2 separate regions of the Mus musculus genome follow, and region 2 is linked to region 1. Evidence: chromatin contacts called from public promoter capture Hi-C data. All regions are on one chromosome and are shown on one strand. The core of a region is the stretch at or near the end of the contact, and the rest is flanking DNA. Distances in the headings are between cores, read along the strand shown.

The links. Promoter capture Hi-C pulls out the DNA fragments that hold promoters and counts their contacts.
Region 2: a promoter capture Hi-C map of pre-B cells shows a contact between it and region 1. The contact joins the enhancer-like site here to the promoter of Insm1 in region 1. A contact is called at or near these places in 4 of 39 promoter capture datasets (3T3-L1-derived adipocytes, the C10 cell line and pre-B cells), 1 of 15 datasets of contacts at CTCF or cohesin (pro-B cells), 5 of 484 Hi-C or Micro-C datasets (the C10 cell line, conventional type 1 dendritic cells, embryonic fibroblasts and 2 more), 7 of 115 datasets of contacts at active chromatin or transcription factors (SST interneurons, craniofacial prominence, differentiating embryonic stem cells and 4 more) and 1 of 9 other capture datasets (liver).

What each region holds. Positions count from the first base shown.
Region 1 is chr2:146,219,366-146,225,484 of GRCm38.p6, reverse strand. Insm1 (insulinoma-associated 1) reads right to left here and starts at 3,488. Exons shown (of 1, transcript NM_016889.3): 1 at 465-3,488. The coding sequence starts at 3,219. The coding sequence ends at 1,654.
Region 2 is chr2:146,114,572-146,120,492 of GRCm38.p6, reverse strand. All of the region lies in intron 21 of Cfap61 (cilia and flagella associated protein 61), which reads right to left. Among named protein-coding and RNA genes, the nearest start is that of Gm34629, 18 kb to the right of the region's middle. Within about 2 kb of position 3,977, at least 31 of the 459 cell types and tissues checked have an H3K27ac peak or open chromatin away from gene starts, as enhancers often do. A contact at or near this core is called in pre-B cells, pro-B cells and stem cell-derived motor neurons, where this site is marked.

The sequences.
Region 1 (6,119 bases), core at 2,239-4,738:
TTAGAGCCCTCTCTCCAAACCCAGTCGCTAAACTTGTGTTACATCCATATATACAGTTTCTGCCTTCTCCTACTTGGCCCTTTAGAATAATTAAAATTCTCCCCCACTATATTTGAGGAATGGCTATGACCAAATTACAGACAATGGAAGGATATGCTAAAGAAAAGTGGTGCCCTGTATCTGCTGTGCAGAGGGCAGTTTCTTTTGATTTCTTAGGCACACCTGAAAGAATGCTTATGTATGGCTGGCTCTCACTCACTATCTAGTACATTTCTGTCAGAAAGGGCAGAATCTAAGACATACAGGTTCAGCTGTGAAAAATCCCCGATTCTTGTGAGAGAGGAGGAATTTTCCTAACCATCGGAAGAAGGGTGCTTTTAAGAAACCACTAAAAAACACCATTTAAAATCTATTTTAGATCCTCCTTGGAGGGAACTACTTGATGCTGAAATAAGACCACAATATTTTGACTTTGAAAATATTTTATTTGAATAGTAAATATTTATACAGTTGAAACAGTTCTATCGAAGCTTTCTATAAATAGCTAACAATTAAGAAAATAATGTATGTAGAAAAGAGATTGCATTTAAAAGTAAGAGCTGTCGGTTGTACAAGGGCCTTGGGGCCCCTCAAGCAGAATAAAATGGTATGTTGTCTGTAATTCCCTCGATAGATAGAAAAGTTAAAACTTTCAGCAGACCCCTCTAGAAAAAACGATTCTTTCCTAAAATGCACAGTGAAATGTCAAAAGTGGCAGGGGGAAAGCTCAGAGAGAGAGAGAGAGAGAGAGAGAGAGAGAGAGAGAGAGAGAGAGAAAGAGAGAGAGAGAGAGAGAATCTGCAATCAAATAATATCATAATCTTCATAATTAATATAAATAAATAAAGAATAAATAACAATTGTGCATCAATCAACATATACATGTCAAAGGAACTCAATAGCCCTACCTCAACAAAGATGATTAAACCAAAAGTCTTCCGGGATATACTGAGGCAGTTACTACAGCATCTCGTTAGAACTCCTCCCACCCCCAAAAAACAATCCCCAACAGACAACAGGTCAAGGCATTTGTGGCTATACTAAAGAAAACTCTTTTTTAAGCAATTTGATTTGTTCACATACAAAAAGGTAAAGCCAGACTCCAGCAGTTCACAAGCCATAATAAAGCTAATCGTGTGGGAAGTTCAATTTACAGCCTGTGAAATATAAAGGCATTTTATTCCTCAAGATTCACCCAAAACAACCCGTACGCTACAGACATAGAGAGCAGAGATTGGTAGGCAGAGCAAACCGCATTTTCTAGACCATGAACACAGCGAATACTAGCAAGAAAAACAGCTTTGCCCCTCAAAAGGAGGCGTCCAACCACGAGACAAACGTATACAGCATTTTTTTCCTCCCCTGTACAGAAAGAGACGGACTCCTGTTGCGCCATGGGGCTTGGGGGGGGGGGCACAACGCAAAGGGGTTGGGGTCCAAAGGAGTCACAGCGAGAAGACCAGGTGGTCATGCTCCACCGAAGCGAAGCGAAGAGGACACTTTCACCCTGGAATGGGAGTAGGGGACCCCCAGATCAGGCATGGGGGGCGCTCTCTCTTTGTGGGTCTCCGAGTGAAGGCACAGTTCTGGGGGCCCCCGGACCGAGGGCGCACTCTAGCAGGCCGGACGCACAGGCACCTGAAGGAGGATCACCTGTCTATTCTCAGACGGGTGGCACTTGTTGATGTGCCGGGTCAGGCCCGGGGAGCTGTAGAAGGTGGCCGGGCAGTACTTGCAGGGGAACACCTGGGCAGCGTGCAGCAGGCGCAGGTGGCGCTCCTGGGCGCCCTTGCTGGGGAAGGTCTCCCCGCACACTGGGCACAGGTGGCACTGGGCGGTCGCACTCAGGCCCAGCACGCCGGCCGCCTCGCCGTCGCCCGAGGCCTCCTGGGGCGCCTTTTCGTCGGGCCCCGCGTAGAAAGCCAGGATGTCCTCGGCGGGGGGTGGCGGCGGCGGCGGGGGCGGGGGCGCGCCTTTGGCCTGCAGCGCCTGGTGATGTGCCAGCAGGTGCTTGCGCAGATAGGCCTGGCGACGGAACTTCTTGGCGCAGTGGTGGCACTCGTAGAGCCCGTCCTCGGAGCCTGACTCGGATACGCCGCCAGGGCTCGGCGTGTCCCGATCGCTGCTGCCGCCGCCCGCAGCCTCGCGCGCCTCCGCCCTGGTGGCGGCTTCTGGCTCTGGCGCGCGGGCCGCCGCGGGCACCGGCCGTGGTTTGTGCCAGCGGCGGTGCGAGGCCAGGTTGGCCGGGCAGCTGAAGACCTTGGCGCACTCTGGGCAGCGGTACTCCACGCGCACGATGCGCGAGCACTTGTGCTGCGCCAGCGCGAACGGGTCAGCGTACTCCTCCTTGCACAGCTGGCAGATGAACTCGCCCAGGGGTCGGGTCGCGCCCCCCGCGCGACCCCGCGGCGCCTCCACCGGGCCCTCCTTGATCTTGAGCCCCAGAACCGGCGACGTGGTCACCTCGTCCTCGAAGTGCAGCTTGCGGATGGCCTTCGGCTTTTTGGCGCTCGGGGCCTTGGCTGCCTTGGCGGGCGGCTCTGTAGCGACAGCGGCGGGGGGCGCCGGTCGCTTGCCCGGGGGCCGCAGGGCCGCGGCGGGGGACAGTGGAGGACCGGTCCCAGGACCCCGGGCCGCCTCGGCGCCGGCGGAGAACGCAGTGCCCATCTTGAGCTCGGCGGGAGCGAAGAGCAGCGCGTCTCCGCCGCAGGTGCCGCCGCCGCCGCCGCCAGCGCCGTTGGCGCCGCTGCCTCCCCCTGCGAGCAGCGCGGCGGGCGTGGGGAAGGACTCAGCGGACACCGGCGAGCCCAGGTTGAAGCTGCGCTCGAAGTACTTGTGCTTCTCGTGCTCGCGGCTCACCGGCCGCGTGGGACTGTAGAGAGGCGCCGGGTGCGCAGCCTCGGGGTTGCCGAAGTGCGCGGCCCGCGGGCCTGGCGGGGGTGGCGGCGGCGGGCCTGGCGCGCAGGCGAGCGCGGCGGCGAGCGCAGCATGGGCGCGCTCCGCGAGCGCCGGCGGCGGAGGTGGCGGCAGCGGCCCGGGGCTGGGCACCGGGGGCTCGGCGCGGGCGCCCCCGCAGCCGGGTGACAGCAGCAGCGCCCGGTCACTGTCCTCGCCGCCGCGGACCCGGTAGGACACGGGCGTGGACTTCTTGCTGCGCTTCACCAGAAACCCGCGGGGCATGTTGGCGCGGTGAAAAGGGCGACGCACTGGTTGGGTCCCACCTCCGTGCTCGGCCCTGGCGGCCCTCAGTGACCCCAGCCCATCGCCTGCACGCGGCGGCTTCGGGACTCCCGCAGTGCCCGCGGCTGCTGGCCCGGCTCTGCGCTCCGCACGCGCGTCCCTGTCCCCGGGCCCGGGCGCCGCTCCCTTTTAACGGGGGGAGGGGGCCATTGTTCTCGCCTCCCGCTTCCCCCAGAGCCAATCAGAGCGTCCGCAGCTCCTCCGCCGACGAGGGCGGGAGGGCGACGGAGCGGCAAAAAAGGGGCCGGGACTCGAGGGTCGCCCGGTAGGTGCGGCAGATGTACCTGAGGGCGCGGGGCCCCAGCGCGCGCCCCTCGGCCGCCCCGCCCCGCCCCGCCCCGCCGCGCCCGGCGCCGCCGCCCCGCCTGGCCCAGGCACACGCCCGGCCCCGCCTCCCTTCACGGTCTGCTGCTCCTCTATGGGGAGGCGCACGTGCCTGGGCTTTGTGTGTCTCCTCCGGGGGGCGCGGAGCCGCCAAATGGGCCCGTCCATCAGCACGACAATGTGCGCCCCCCTCCCGCGCGAGGATTACCCGCGGGTCGCGAGCTAAATAGCAACAAAGGAGAAGAATGGCCCCAAATATGTCAGGAGGGTTCAATCCGCGAGCCGGAGCCCAGGGGGAAATTGGGCGCGCTGATGGGGTGGGGGCAGGGGCGACCCGAGGGCCGCGGCTGCTGCGGGAGAAGGGCGCGGGAGCTCCGCGCGTCGTATGGAAAATCATCGGCAAGGGGAACGCGCAACTCAACTCCGGACAGCCAGTGGCCCGACCGTGCTCTGGCCGCGGGAACCCGGGCTTCAGAGAGTAAACACGTTGAGCCAGCGGGCTTCGGCGGAGCGCCGGGTCTGGGCTCACGGGCTCAACCTGCCGGCGGGCCTCGAAAGCTTCTCTCGAGTTGGAGAAACTGTTGGCATAGCACGTTTTCGATCGCCCTCGGATGCGAGGCTGCATCCCTGGCCTGCTGGCTGGCTTCCAAAAGGAACTTGAATATCTGAAGTTACGTTCCTTTCCCTAATATGCCTGAAGCCGGAGGATTGGCATCTTTGCCAGGGTCGGACCCAGGCTTCAGGAGCCTCCTCGCTGTCCAGGGCGTAGGCAACGCCTGTGGAGTTGACCCAAGTGGGCCACGCACGGTGAAGTTGGTTTTCACCCTCTGCGCAGCCTCATGCATTTTCATTCTGAGCGGGCATTTTGTCTGTGGGTTGACATCAGATGCTAAATCAAGGGCTCCAATCAAGGCGCTGCGGAATAAAGCAACCGCCTGTCTGGGCGCGGGGGCCCCCCCCCCCCGGAGTCGTGCCCCCTTCACCTTTGTGAAGGAAATTAACCTCCCGCTATTGAGCGCGGGTCGCGGCCAATCTGGACGCAAAAGAGACGCGTGCTGCCGGGGGTGTGGGGAGGTGGGGGTGGCCAATCTGTCCTCAGAGGGAGCCTGCAGCCTGAGAGGACCAGCCGCTTCCTCCCGTGCCACTGGCAAGAGACAACAACGAAGGACACCCCTGGTACACACACGCCACACTAGACGCCAGATTTGGACCCAGACCCGGCAACTTGTCTAGGGATCTCTTCCCTGCTAATGGCTGAGAAAACACAGAAGGTTCTTTTCTTGGGGAAAGAAGTAGATCCCTAAGAAGCCCCTCACCAGGGAACAAATAGCCAAGACGCATCAAATGTCATAGCTGTAGAGAAAATGTCACTTTACTCAAAGTGAGAGAAACATTTTTTCCCTCTTGAAGTGAGCCTAGATTTTTGCTGAGTTTGACTTAGATTAAATTCCACTGAAGGCATTTAATCGTTTTGGGGTTTCCCTCTGAAAATACCCTGGCTTGGAAATTAAATAGTGGTTTTGGTTTTTTGTTTGTTTTTTGTTTTTTCAACAGAATCCACTTGAGTAGTACATTGTAATGGGGACAGTTGTCAAGGTGAGTTAACTCAGAGGAAAGAAATCTTATGATTTTATATCCATGATTTTTTTTAAAACCACCAACTGAAGAGAGAAAAATATATAAAGTGTTGTAATGGTTGCTAGTCTTTATAAAGTTAGAAATACTAAAATGAGTTACAATCCATTAATATTTCGATCTGGAAATAACTGTTATTTCTTTGCTCTTTTGAGCGCTGATTAATACTGCTGATGAAATTAGAAGAGAGAGGGAGATTCCGAGACAGCTTTGGCCAATTTTATTTCCTAATCACGAATCCCATCTGGGTTGTGGAATAATGGGGCGGGGCTCGACGGGCTACCCCCATCAGGATATTTAGTCTTGCGTATGTAACACTCTTTTTATTCAAAAGGCTGCCGGAAGAGTTCGTCGCCTAGTGAGTTCTTACAAGCAAACAAAAAAAAATCCACTAATAACTGTAAAGAAGGTGTGTATGTGTGTTGAATTTGTGGGGGTGCATATGACCAACAATTGAAAAAAAAACAAATAATAAAATAAAGATAAAAAAACCTTGCTCGAGGGAATTCAAACAGAGCTCTTGATTTAGTCAAGGAAATCTATTCAGTGAATCTATTCGTGGAAGATATTCAGTGAATATTTTCCACGCCTGTACAGTTAAAATAAATGGAAGCTTAGAAAGTCCTGGAACACTTAGGCTGCGCATTCGGACACGTGCTCACACCAGCCATCCTTCAGCGGGTGCAGTCCAGTAGCACCAGTGGTGGTAGGTATGCAGGATTTTCTCAGAACTTGGCTGCCTGCAGGGACCGGAACACCTACTCCTGCGAAGTGTCTTCCCCTGAGAAGAGCAAAGCTCACCCACGGCCTGCATGTCCACACTGCGATTTAGAATAATGCCTCCGCCTTAACGGGAGTTAGTGGGAGGCTGGGCTCCCAAG
Region 2 (5,921 bases), core at 2,728-5,227, 110 kb after region 1:
ATAGGAGCAGTAAGTGTGCAGATCCACACTGGACAGAAAGAGCGTTTGGGTTGGATGAGTATGTCTCCAGCCAAGAGTGAAGAGTCTAAGATCATTCTGCATAAAGAAAATTTCTTCTTCATTCTCTGTGTGGCCATAATCAGGCCCACCACTTTGTCTGGCAATGAGAACATGTGTGACTGTTTTAATGTCCTGATTCAGACAGACATCAGGCAGATAAAAAGATGGGTTTCTAAAGGGGCCACGGGAGCTTCTGGAGGCTCTTAGGGCCTTTACACTGCAGTGTTGGACTTGTTTTAGATTTCAGGTTGTAGAACTTTCTTTCATTTTAGATGGAGGGTATCCATTGCACAATTACCACATTGCAAGGGTCAGATCAGTTTGGGGGTTAATCGAGTCAGAATTGAAGAGAACGCAAGAGGGACAGAAAGGTAGAAGGACAATGAGAGCCTGAGATACCAACTGTCCTTAGTCCTCAGGTTACACAGGAAAGGAAGAACCCAAAAGCCATGGAAGGAAAGTGGTGTTTCAAGTATATTTCAGCCGAAGTGAGGGATATGTGAGTTAGGAACAGGAAGGGACGGAACATTCTAGGCTTTGGTGACAGCTGCCTACCTTTGCCAGGAGAAGGACAAAGGACATGGAAGGGGTCCCCCCAGGCACAGAACATACTGGCCCTGGGAGTGAGGAAGATTCAGGCTATATAAGATCTCCGTGACCATCACTCTTGACAAGACAGTGGCTTTGGTTAAAGGTGAATTTCATCAATGCAATCCCAAGGTTCGGTGCTTTACAATTCTGTATCTCTCAAGTCTTCTGGAGAGAGAGAGTTTTCCAAATATAACAAAAACACCAGGTGCCACTTTGAAGTTTGTATGTATGTGCTGGCACTCTCAAGAGGGAAACGGGAGGATCTCTGTTGAGGCCAGTTTCGAGCTAAGGAAGCCTATTCATGGTGTGCTTTCCAGCATCCCTTCCACACCTGGTCAGACAGGTGGCAGACAGAAGGTGAACTGTCCCACCATGAAATAACTCTGTAGAAGTTTACATAGGATGCTAGTACCTCTCTTCACTAGATTGCAGACCTGGGAAGGAAGGCAGGGTCCCAGAGGGCAGCCCCAAAGGTGACCTTGGGGCAAGAAGGAACAGGAAGACACTCTCCTGCTTGGTGGCAGCTGCCTTTCAAAGGAGCTATGCAAGTAGCTTCCCAGGAGATGGGGAGATGGGAGCATCTTTAGTACTGACCTCTCAGACAGAGAGGAAGTGTGGGGAGGTGATGCAAGTGAAGATCTGTGTGGACTGAAGATCCCTTGCTTCAGACTGAAGTGAATTTGTGGGAAAGGTGCCCTGCCTCTAGTCCTCTCTTTAGGGCAGAAGGGTCCGGGATTTATGTTAATGGAGGGAGTCAGTTTTGTCTTCCTGGTTCCTGATTACAGTAACATGGTCAAGGGTCTGAAAATCCCCTCAGATGTAAGGGTAAGACACTTTGTAGGAACGGAAAGCTAGGTTAATCTTTCTATTAAGTTCAAGGAACAAAACGCAGTGCTTTTTTCCCCCCCAGTCAGACATTTACTACAAAAGTAATGGAACAACCTTTCTAAGAAATCATGTCAGAAGAGGCCAGGAGATCTCTGTTCTTTCAGCTCAGACACTGGGAGAACCTGCTCTGTTCCAGCTCAGGAGCTCACTGACCCCCATTTGGCACCCCAAAAGGTGAAAGAGGCTTCTAGAGAGACTTCAGCTGAGGAAGACAGGAAGGACACCCTGACCTGCAAACAGGCAGCTCAAGAACTCAAGAAAAAAAAATGAAAAAAAAAATCTTTGTATGTAAGTTGGAGAAGGATCACCTTCTTCCAGGCTACGTAGCTGAGGATGACCCCCAAATCCTGGGATTGCCGACACGTACCACAAAGTGGGGTGTGTGTCGGGGGGGGGTGGTCTTTAATTTTTGAGACAAGGTTCTCCTAAATGCTGGGATCACAGTGTGTACTACCACCCCTGATCTCTGTTCAGATTTATTGTTTAAATAATAATAATGATAGTTATGATGTGTATTATTATTATTTTCTGAACCCTGGGGTACATGGCTGTCATGGCATGCTTGTGGAGGTCAGAGGGCAGCAGTCTGGAGTCAGTTCTCTCCTTCCACCCTCAGGCTCTGGGCTCAAGCTCATGTCACCAGTTGGCTCACAGAGCCCGTCATCCTCTGAGCCATCATCTCTCTGGCCCTATTCTGTCCTAGTTTAACAAAGACTTCTGTTTCCTCCGTCCACTTCAAAAGAGACATATGGTCATTCTCTATGACCTCTTCATCCCCAGACAGGCCTGGAAGATAGGTTTTATTGTTATCCCCACCCCACCCCACCCCCACAGAAAGCAGAGTGGAGAGGTCAAAGTCACATTGCAGCCAGTGGGTGGGCCCAGAACATGCAGACATAGGGAGAAGGCTTCCCACCCAGCAGCCAGAGCCTGTGCTGTGCTTGCAAATGGATGCACGATCCAGGATTTTAAAATACTCTAATTGGAATTTTATCTGGATGAAATCAAGAACTTGCTAGTTAATGAAAGAATTTTTTAAAAAATCATAGGATACTTTGAAAAAACACTTGTTGACAAAGCCTATCTTGCCTACAAATAGACAATACTATTTCTGCTTTGTATAAATCAGAGCATAAGGTTTCTCTGACCCCAGCCTGACCTGCCTCATTTTTCCCTGCCAAACATAAAGGGAAGAATGCATTCGCTGTAACAAAGGTTCTGTCGTCGGTGACGCGTGCACTGGAATTTTAATGTTTGTTCCTCCACAAACATGCTTTTAATAAGGCAGTAAACTGTATTTAGCTACAGATGAAAATAATTGATCCATTCCAAGCCATTAGGGTGGTTTGTTGTTTTTGTTTTTCACTTTCACCCTCCCTTTCATTTCCACGGAAAGTACAGAGGTAAGGGCAGATGAATTTCAATTAGTTTCAATTAATGCCATAAACGGCGCTGATGTCTCAGTTCCTGGGTTCTATTAGGACACCCCCACCTGGTTTTGTCTGTACTTGAGAGCACCATTTGAGCCATGACGTCACTCACTGTTCTCCACGACGCCGAGCCACGAGCATAGCTGGGGTAATTGACATCTGTAACTCTAGAGGACAGAAAGTGGAGTCCCAGCTGCTTGCATCGCGGCCACTGGGCTCTCCTTTGGGAGCAGAGGACCGTGGTGTCAAAGAGCAGCTGGGAGAGGGCCCTACTCTGAAGTGACATCTGCGTGTGTACAATGGGTAGTCTACTCCTCCCTGGGACAGTCATTGTCCCTGATGTCCATTATCCACTACTCTTCTAGAACAATCGCTCTGTGATACAGGAAAGCCAAGTCTGGCTTTTCCTAGGACTTAGGGAATGGACCCAAGAGATGGACAAGCTCCTCTACCACAGCCAGTAGATGTAAGGAGTTATGCAACTGTGTGTGTGTGTGTGTGTGTGTGTGTGTGTGTGTGTGTGTGTGTGTGTGTTTTCAGAGAGAGACAGAGACGGAGAGAGAGAGAGATGAATGCAGGCATGTGCATGCTACGTGCACGTGTGGAGATCGGAGGACACTTTCAGAATTTGCTTTCATTTTCCCACCATGGGTTCTGGGAACTAAACTTAGGCTGTCAGTCTTGCAACAACAAGAGTTTTTATCTGCTGGGCTATCTTGCTAACCCATAAACAAAGTCTCACTCTTTAAAAGCTCAGGCTGGCCTAGAACTCTTGGCGATCCTCCTGCCTCAGCTTCTTTGTTCTCAGATTCTTTAGAGAAGGGTCCTATCTTTGGTTGCTTTCCCCTGCCCGCATCTCCAGCCACCTGTATACAATGAGAATTAGTTGTGATAGTAAAAGAAAGCTATTACAAAGAATACCCACATTCCTCCATATGAAGAGGAAACGGACTAGCTGTCCAGCTCAGCAACAGGGAGCTGTAGCCCATCTTTCCGGTCGCAGGAAGGAACACAGCCTTATTCTTTTTATGACACACCAGACTTCCTGGCTCTGCCCTCAAATACCACTGATCCTCCAACTAACTTGAAAATAAACTGGAAGTGGTTGTGCTCACCGGGCCACCAAATGTAAAGATGACTATTTTTGGCTATCACTTGCACCTATGACTACATGACCATCTTTGACTGTTACCGTACTTGGTAGCTTGATTTTTCAGGTCAGTCTCTCTCTGCTGACATGCAAATACAGATCACAAGATCACCCCGTTTACTGCTCCTTGACCATCACCCTTCACCGGGTTCTTATTTCCCAGGAAGTAACCAGTTAAACTTGACCTTGGGTAGACACCCGTGTCCCCAATGCCCTTCTTCTACTTGATAGTGAGCCTTTATCTTCTGCCCTTAACAAGCTGGCTGTCCAGACCAAGTATTAGTCCACTGTCTTTCCCCTCCCCGGCATAATATTTTTATTAATTATTTGGGAATTTTATACAATGCACCCTATCACACTTACTTTCCACTCTTCCCAGGTCTACCCTCCCACCCTCATGCACCCCCGCACCAAAAAATCCCACTAAGTCCAGTTTGTGTTGTCTATATACTCACTGGAACATGGTCAAACTCCCAGGGGCCAGCCCCTTAAAGAAAAAATGAGTTCTTCATCACCTCCAATCCCTATCAGAAGCCATCAGTTGTAAAGAGCTACACTTGACCATCTTTATCACATTTCCAAAAGACTCTCTTCAATAGCTTTCTGTCTGGACTGTTTCTTTGGGGGAGGGGCTGGGAACAAAGTTGTCACAGAAGCCTTCAATGTGTCTCACTTTTGGTTATGAGAACTACAATAGACATTTCCTTACTCACAGCAGCCAGCAGCAACATATGTCATGGATATCAGCCTGGTCTCTGCCAACTGCACAGATCACAGACATCAATATGATGATCTCTGTTGTCAGTATGAATCACGGGCATTGGCATGGCCTCCAGCAGCATTTAGTCTTTTGAGAAGAGGTAATCCAGAAAATGAACCGTTCTTCATCTTAGATATCTTCTTGTTGCTCACTGTCAGGGTGATCATGTGGATTGTGTGTTTGAGCAGCGTGTTCAGGGGCAGGACCTGTGTGAGCTCTAGGCCTCTGTACAACACTGAATGCCCTGCTAATACCCTTAGAACAGCCATTGTGCTGGCAACCCATAGGCAGTGCCTGGTCCACTGTCTTTGGAGACAATTAAATTTCCCCACCTCCCCAATCCAGAATAAACAAATATAAAGCTTGTTCATTCTGTCCTTGTTAAAGAGGAGCTCAAGTCCTTAATGATATCCCAGGCTCTCGTGAAGGCCACGATGCCTCTACACAGCACACACAAATGCACACAACCATGTGTGCGTGGATTTCCATCTTTCATGTGAAGACTGATATTCTTGAGGTCTCTGTTACCAGTATACTCAGCATGAGCTGAAATCCATATGCCAGGGACTTCTTCGGGTCACAGTATCTCCATCAACATGGCCCATTCTGAGACCAGTACTGGATGACAGAAACCATGGAGGACAGTGCCATATACTACATCTCTCCAAAAAATACACACCTGCCACAAACATTTGCATATGCACTTAAACGAGGCATCCTGTGGCTTTTCTTTATGCAAAACTGAACTATCAACATCATTATTCTTGTATTTTGAGGCCATTAAATAAAATACTTAGAGAAACACACTTCCATATTGTAACAGTAGCTCTGATAACCAGAAAGGCAACTAAGTGACTAATGGGTTTGTAGAGTATTCCGATTAGATACACTGGACAAAAGAATGACTCCTGTCCTGCGTGGGACTACATATGATTTTATTATGCTCCTGAGAACAGTGTCCAATTTAAAACTGAAGAAATTCCTCTTAGTTTTTCATAGCCTTTAAAAGTTTCCATTTAATAGTTTCAGTTGGTTGGTGGTA